Regions from separate parts of the Zea mays genome. Here all the other regions are linked to region 1. The links are chromatin contacts, called in public Hi-C maps. All regions are on one chromosome and are shown on one strand. Each heading gives the region's core, a stretch centred on a gene start, on an enhancer-like site or on the middle of the called end of the contact. The rest is flanking DNA. Distances are from core to core; before and after follow the strand shown. Region 1 holds the start of LOC100279274 (putative prolin-rich extensin-like receptor protein kinase family protein). Region 2 holds the start of LOC100283739. Region 3 has its middle 100 kb from the start of LOC103635716.

Region 1 (2,700 bases), core at 109-2,608:
GGTGGAGCAGGAGGCGCATTTTGCTGCCAACTCTGGTACGTTCCACCGTATGGATCCTCTGCAGTAAGATAGAATACAATGTGAGGAAAGGTTTGTCTTCATTTTGAAACTGCTTACAGAAAGCACCATATGCTTAAATAGAATCTATAAGAAAAGCTATACAAGTTAGTTTGTCTTCCAAACAAAACAGATAGACAATAGGTAGACCAAATATAATACAGCATTTGATTTAGACAGCAGGTATGACACCTACGGAGAGTGCCAGGTAATGCATTTTCTAACTTCAAGGGAAGTACACCTTATTAAAAGTAATGCCTAACCATCATGATTACGGATTAATGAGTACAAAATTTACAGGTCCAAATCCCTTGAAATTGAAAAGAGCACTGTAATTTACTGAAATAACACTTTTAACCACTATATATGCACATATGAACAACACCTATGCCAAAGTAGCATGAACTGAAACCTAACACGCATGTTAATGCCATGACCTAAGATCCACAGCCAGCCGAATTGCCAGGAAGACCAGAATTGAAACCGACAGTAACGTGACTAGTACCTAGTCACGCCACCCACATGCTAGATCTGGATCTAGACAGCGACAGGCAGGCAGGCAGGTAGACACGGGAGCTGCGAGAGAGATCTAACTCACCCTTGTACGGCGGCGGGGGCGGCGGGTATCCGTAGTGCTGAGGCGGCGGCGGCGGCGGCGCGCGGCGGCGCTTCTTGCGGAGGCAGCAGAGGCAGATGAAGCTGGCGAGCAGCAGCAGCACGAGGCCGCCGACGGCCACGCCCACGACGAGCGACGTAGACGGCCCGGAGCTGCCGCCACCGCCCCCCGGCGAGTGCGACTTGGGAGGCGAGTGGGAGGACGGCGTGGATCGCCCACCCCCAGACGACGGCGGGGACCTGCCCCCTCCACCGGACGATGGCGGCGACGGGGTGTCCGATGGAGGCGACGGGGTGGCGGGCGTGCCCGGGGAGGAAGGGGAGGAGGGCGAGGGCGCAGAGGGAGTCACCGGGGTGGAGGCCGGCGCGGGGGCCGGGACGGAGGGGGGTGACGGCGGCGGCGCGGCTGGGGACGGCGGGGACGGCGTGGGCGGGGTGGGCGTGGGAGGCGTGGGCGCCGCCGGTGGCGGCGCGGACGGGGTCGCGGGCGGCGGATTTGTCGCGTTGGCCGGCGGAGCCGATGGCGTGGTCGGCGCCGGCGCGGCCGTCGGCGACGACGACATCACGGCCCCCCTTAGCTCCCGGCTCCGGCTCCGGCTCCGGCTCCCGCTTTGGAGCTACGGCCGGCTGGCCTGTTGCTTAGCGCGTAAGAATGGGCAAGTGGAGCACGGAGGAGACGATGAGGCGAGATGCTTCGCAGTGCTAGCGCCCGCCTAGTAGCAATCCCCTCAATCAATCAACGGGAGGAAGGGGAGAGAGGAGTAGGAGTAGGAGTAGGAGTCCACAGCCTACTAGGCAGGGCGGTCCAGGGTTAAATGCAAAGTGAGACCGAATGAGGTGGGAAAGCGAAGGTAGAGAGAGAGAGAGGACGGTGGGCCCGCCCCCGCGGCTGGACAGCGTTTGGGTGAGCCGTGAGCGGAGCGGTGGTCGTTGCGCACCGCGACGCGAAGCTTTGGGGACACGGCCACCGACAGGTGGACGAAGGCTGCCGCGGCGGGAGCGATGGGGCCAACCTGTCTGTGACGTGAAGATTGCGCGTGACCGCGCGCAGGAGCCGGTGGGAAGGGGGGCACAGCACAACCAGATAAAGTGCGCGCCACTTCTGCCGCTGGATTACGCTGAGCATCTACGGCATGTTACCGTGGTTTCGCTCCGCGCGGGCCCCGCAGGTCAGCGTCAGCCCAGCCTCCCATCGTCCATTCGTCCGTCACACTGTCTCACACACACCGTCCCATGTTGTGGCAGGCAAGGCAACGGAACGGAGGGTGGTGGGTCCGGAGGTCAGCCCGTGACGTTCGGTTCGGTGGATTATCACTGGTCCTTCTTTTTAATATTACCTCTCTTATTATCTTTCTCTTCGTCGATGACACCTGCCAAATGATTCAACACAATTTCACCGCGGCGGTGTCGTGTTCAAAGGTTCCACTTCCAGGCCACGAGCAACGTGGGTGGGGCCGGCCCGCCGCGCAGCGTCCCACCAAAAAAAGTCTGCGTGATTGGCGCGGACCAGGACGAGGAGCGGGAGGGACAGCCGAGCCGGGCCCCGGCCAGCGGCCATACCGAGCCAAGTCGCCCGGTTGGAAGTTGCCATTGCGATTTCCCTTTTCCTGTTCGCTCATGTTGAGATGTCAACGGACGCAATACTCCGTCCCAAACACGTACCCATGTGAAAAATATTTATATCCACTAAAAAAACTCGTACTCATAACAGATTTAAAATTTTGCTCAAATACCTACCCATGAGTTAGCGGATGAGTTAGCGGGTACCCCACGTGTCGATGTTTTGGGTCCGACCGCGCACTTAGGGTTGCCCCTCCAGGTGCCTTTTGGAGTAGGACGGTGTTACTGACTGTAGCTCGATGGTTCGTGCTAGATGCACGAGAGACAGTGGACAATTTTATACAGGTTCGGGCCGCTTAGATAGGCGTAACACCCTACTTCCTTGTGTGGATCTTTTATGTGGTGGGTTACAGGGGAGTTCTCTAGTATGGGGATGCTAGAGAGCTGAGTAGACGGCGAGTGAGTTGT
Region 2 (2,700 bases), core at 51-2,550, 180 kb before region 1:
ATTAACTGGAGTTGGTTTACGGCCTGATACCTCTCTTTTTAGGACCAACATTAACAGAAATGCCTTGAGACAGATAGGTTTTACCGTCATGCCACAGGCGCTGAACAGTGCGAACATGAACTCCAAATTGTGCAGCAACTTCTTTCGTGACATTCTTCCCTAGGTTCCCATTCGTGCTTTTAGCCAACAAGGTTTGGTAGATTTGTTTACTTTGTTCTCCAGTAATATCCCTCCTCCTTCGTCTACGTAAAAACAGTTAGTAGAAAACTATAAGTCCACGGACAAATCAATGGCAACAAGATTATTTCTAAAAAAAAGTGTAGCGTACTAGTAGGAGTAATCACTTACTCAAGTCTATTGTATCATCGTCTATTGTAGGCACCACGTTCGAGTCTATTGAAAAAATATTAGAAATGAGAGTATGTATGGTAGTCTCTTCGAGAGTAAAGTCCGATACATCACCGTCTTCTCTAGGCGCCATGTTCAAGTCTATTGATTTTTTTTTAAAAGTGAACAATAAGTAAAAAATCAAATGGCAAGTAACCAGACCATGTACGTACCAAAATCATTCTCAATAGGTGGCTCCATATTCAAGTCAAATGTAGCATTTTCAACATGCACCAAAATCATTCTCAATAGGTGGCTCCATATTCAAGTCAAATGTAGCATTTTCAACATGCAACGCCATTGCTTTGTTTTGGAGTTTTGCTGCTTCTGTTTGTTGGTACCAGGAGCCCAACGTAAGGCTTTAATAACTGACGAACGCTAAGAGCAGGTGCAAGTCACGAAACGACGTCCTGGATGCGCGGTGCAATTTGTAGCAAAAATATTCTGGGCGCGCAGTGCAATTTCTAGCGAAAATATTCTAGGCGCGGAGCGCAGTGCAAAAATAAAAAGGTGCAACATCCATGCAAAAAAGGGAGGCCACAAGAATCAAACTTAGAAATGCATGATAGAAAGCAGCGTTGCTGACCAATTGAAACCCCAAATAGAATTCAATGGATGAGACAACGAGAAATATTTAATATGGGTACAATCGAAAATATGACTTCAACTTAAACATTTCTTGGTATGCGTATTCATGTCCAAAATGACTAGTATTTCAATACCGTAGGGGTAGTCCATACTGTCAGTTGGATTGATCTGGTTGGATCGAACCAGTTTTTTTCGGACCGTATCAGATTGGATTGGCCTGCTAGGACGGCTCATGATCAGGATCAGGTGCACGGTAACCGTGTACGTAGGAAGCTTTACGTGCCCAATCGAAGACAATAAAAAAGCGAAGAAAGAAGTATGAATAAAACAAAATTTGAAGACGCCTAACAGCCCGACTGCTTCGTTTCCACGCGCACGAAACCCTAGACTAGATAAAAAGTTCCCATTTCCCTCAATTCCCCAACTTCCCTCGCCGCAATCTCTCGCCGCCTCCAGTCCAGAGCCACCGTGAGATCTGCCCGATTCCGCCGCCCGGACCCGGGGACTCCCTCCCCTCCTCGATCCGTTCGGGCGGCCGGCCGGCCTAGCTTCAAGTGCGGGGATGGTGTTCTACTTCAAGGCGCGGCCCGAGGCCGGCGACTATACCATCTTCATGGGTCTTGACAAGTACGAGAACGAGGACCTCATCAAATACGGCTTCCCCGAGGACATCTGGTAACCTCATCTTCCCTTGGTCGTGTGGGTGCTCCTTAGTGGTTACCAGTCGCGTGAAATCGTTTGTTCTCTGTGTTTTTTGCTGGTCTGTATACTTGTCAGACAATTGTCAATGCTTTTCTGTTGTACATGTTAAGTTCACCTTTTGTACATATCATTGACTTTTGCAAATTCCATTTTCTTATTAAAATATACAATTAAGAGTCGTGCTTCTTACCTTAAACTGGTTTGGGTGATTACAGGTTCCATGTAGATAAGATGTCCTCTGCACATGTGTATGTGAGATTGAATAAAGGTCAATCAATGGATGACATGAGTGAGGGTTTGCTGGAAGACTGTGCGCAGCTTGTCAAAGCTAATTCCATTCAAGGTTGGACAAACTACAAAGAGACAATATTATATCACAAATTTTGGCTTCATTTTTTCTTGCAAGAATGTGGAATACAAGCTGTAGTCCGGCACATGTGATGATTTCTTCATTTTTGGTGCAGGTAATAAAGTCAATAACATTGATGTAGTTTATACTCCATGGTACAATTTGAAGAAGACCCCTTCAATGGATGTAGGCCAAGTTGGTTTTCACAACCCTAAATTGGTGAGAGCTCATTAACTTTTTCTTATTCACAATGTTTACAGCAGGATTATGTACATATGCTTTTGTATGTATCTTGACAAAGTTTATGTGCTTTATGGATGTGGATCAAGATGTGTAATATATGTTTCTGATAGGGTTCCTTACCGTAGAACTAGTATTTTTATCTCTCTATGACAGTATGACTTCAAAAAATGTCTTTACAGTTACTTTGCAAGCAATTTGAATTGGTTTAGACTTTAGAATAACAAAGTTTTCAGAAGAGGTTATTCTTTTAATCAGCTTGAATATTCCTTGATCTTCATAGTTTTTGTATTGCTTCTGTAATGGTTAAGCAAACCTTGGAATTACTTTTAGTAGCATATTTATTATCTGTGAATTAGATTTTAAATATTTAGCCATCTGTTATAAAAGTAGTAATAGGTTATGCCTAGGCACTGGGTGGAGCTGCACTGCCT
Region 3 (2,700 bases), core at 140-2,639, 240 kb after region 1:
TATCTCCAATATTACCTTGTGTTGAACCATTGTTCACTTCTCTCTGTTATTCTGAAGTATACCATTTATATATAACTTTCCTATTCAACGCTTAACAAACTGGTTAGACCTTTAATATTGTTGTCATTCAATTCACCAAAACTCACAAAAAAGCTAGATGCACTTTCATCTAGCCTCAGAGATGAGGACGAACCCCCATTTTATTTCATAGGAACTACACCACATATTCTTTAAAGCACCATATTGGTCGAGCCCAAGAAGATATCCAGACAAATAGATTGACATAGTTGCAACCGATTTGTCTAACTATACCTCTAAACTAGAGATGGGAATGGAGACCCGATCCCCGATTCCACGCATGGAATTACTGAATAGAGGACATGAATGGTGAGCCATTCTTCGACGGGGAATCCTCGTTATCATCTCTACACTGAACCAAGCAAACAAGCACACTTGTAGGGAACTTGTGATGCGTGAGACAATGTCACATGACGCGTCAGGAGAGGGAATGCCAGCTTGACTCCAACGATAAAAATCATTACGCAATTCAAGTTTTTTGTGTAATCTTCACACAATAAAACAACAAAAAACACGAGAAAGCTTTTATAACTATAAATATACTTCATTATATAGTATGTTAATATGTTAAATTTCAAGTTCTATTTTTCCTGTTTTAAGAGATAATATAAAAAACTATATAATTGTGTATCCTATATTTTAGATATAATTTTATTTTTTTATATCTATAACAAAGAAATTAAAATTTGAATATATTGATAGAGCAAACAATAAAAATATATCTATATATATTTAGAATTTTTATAATTTAATTGTATAATAAGAGCACTTCTAAGAGAAGTCATAAACCAACCTCAAAACCAATATTAAAAGACGATTCGCTTTTTCCTTGCTCCAACAGCTCCCCCTTCCTCTACCAAAAATCTCTGCATCCCGTATCCATCTCCTCTCTTCACGCATATTTTTTGCGTGAGGAATTGTTCCTTAAAACAAACTGAAACAACAAGACCAGATAGAAATCGAATTGATTTTTTGTTGTTGCCTACTTCTCAATTTTCACTCTTTGTTTAGGGGAATTGTTGGATTACCCAGCAGGTTTTCTACTCCTGAAACTTTGTAGCCTGCCTCTAATAATCAGTTTCGGGGAGAAATTTTTTTAACATCCCTTTGGAGTGCTCTAAGCCTATCCATGCATCCGTTCCGCTCCACTTGGAGCATTGCCATGAAGGTCAGGAAGCCGTTGGTTGCAGCGCGTAGAGCTGAGGGGGACAGCTCACGACTCACGAGCAGCGAGGCTAACCCTAATCCTAGCCCCTCCAATCAGCAATCACGTGGGTGATGGGTTGGCTCGGGTCCAGTTCAGCTGCCACAAAGTGGAGCAGCTAGCTTCGTCCGGCCGCAGGCCCAGCCAAACCGCATGACACCCGTACGCGCTCGAGCTCTCTCTCCTATTTTGCGGCACGAGCTGAGTGAAAAACCTAAAATCTACCGCTGATATTCTTGGTAAGGACTACTAACCGCTAACACGTAAATTCCGACATAAAATTAAACTAGTTTAGGAGTCCAAATATTGAAGAGACTAAAATCCACTTCTTATTTTAATTTAAATAAAGAGAAGATTTTAGCCCTCCAATTCACTCCGGTTTTGTCGCTCTCAAACTAGTCTTTTAGAGGCTGGTAAAGACCAGTGTGGAATAAAGAACTAGGCCATCGTTGATTGAATAATCCGTGTCGCACATGACATGCTACGCGCGAATCCCTGCTGTCTGTCTGCATTGACGAGCTAATCATTAATTCCAAGGATATTCCGGACCAGCACGAAGCACGGGCATTACAAGAATCACAACGGACCAACACGAAGCGCCGTCGAAGCATCTGCGTCAAGTTCGGCCGTCGAATCATCTGGGGCAGGCATGATCCACGCACGGAAGAAGTGGCACGCAACCACCAGGGCATCCTGTCCATACCACCACCGTCGCCGGGACTAGCCGCCGCCGCCGTTGACGGGATGGGCGGAGGCGCTACCGCCGTGGAAGAAGGAAAAGGGGCGACGCGTCATCTGCCCGGGAGGGGCCATCCAAGCCTCGCGACCTGCCGGACCGATCGGCTGGATCTCATAGCCTGGTCCGGCTGAGTTCGCTAACAAGCTTGTTTGGTCCAGCTCGTTAATAAAATCAACAATAAAATAAAATAAAATAAAATAAAATAAATTCTAACTCGATTTATCTCTTTTAAAGCTCAAGCTAGCTTGTTATGCTCGTGAGCCAGACAATGAATAAAAGACACTTCAAATATATCGCAACATAAATAAAGCTCTTGTCTCAAAATATCTTGTACTTCAATGATAGCTTATACCACATATAAGTATTAAAGTGCAAGTATAAAAATAATAAAGACAAAGAGACAGAACACAGAGCAGAGCACACAGACACAGAGAATTATACCGAGGTTCGGCTAAGCCTGAAATGCTTGCTTATTCCTCGTTGGAGTTAGCCACACCTTGGCTTGGAGTCTATTTCAACTCCTTCCTCTGGTTGCTCAGATCTGTCAATGCGACAGATAGAGCCTTCCACTATGTTGATGTCGGTTACAACGATGTTGAGGCTACCCACAGTCTTCTTGACAGCACTCCGGCAGAGTAACAACGCTCAAGATCTTGCTCTTGCTCTCAGCAGCACTTCA

Evidence for each region. A called contact is a pair of places that touch in the nucleus more often than the background predicts.
Region 2: a Hi-C map of leaf shows a contact between it and region 1, with 6 times the contacts expected there. The contact joins the promoter of LOC100283739 here to the promoter of LOC100279274 in region 1. A contact is called at or near these places in 2 of 25 Hi-C or Micro-C datasets (ear and leaf).
Region 3: a Hi-C map of leaf shows a contact between it and region 1, with 3 times the contacts expected there. The contact joins the enhancer-like site here to the promoter of LOC100279274 in region 1. A contact is called at or near these places in 6 of 25 Hi-C or Micro-C datasets (ear, leaf and tassel) and 1 of 3 datasets of contacts at active chromatin or transcription factors (leaf).

What each region holds. Positions count from the first base shown.
Region 1 is chr8:114,168,810-114,171,509 of Zm-B73-REFERENCE-NAM-5.0, reverse strand. LOC100279274 (putative prolin-rich extensin-like receptor protein kinase family protein) reads right to left here and starts at 1,358. Exons shown (of 8, transcript NM_001152295.1): 1 at 656-1,358; 2 at 1-58. The coding sequence starts at 1,235.
Region 2 is chr8:114,353,626-114,356,325 of Zm-B73-REFERENCE-NAM-5.0, reverse strand. It overlaps LOC100283739, which reads left to right and starts at 1,300. Exons shown (of 6, transcript NM_001156638.3): 1 at 1,300-1,650; 2 at 1,893-2,020; 3 at 2,142-2,245. The coding sequence starts at 1,538.
Region 3 is chr8:113,931,825-113,934,524 of Zm-B73-REFERENCE-NAM-5.0, reverse strand. No RefSeq gene overlaps it. Among protein-coding and RNA genes, the nearest start is that of LOC103635716, 100 kb to the right of the region's middle. Within about 2 kb of position 1,389, at least 20 of the 20 cell types and tissues checked have an H3K27ac peak or open chromatin away from gene starts, as enhancers often do. A contact at or near this core is called in ear, leaf and tassel, where this site is marked.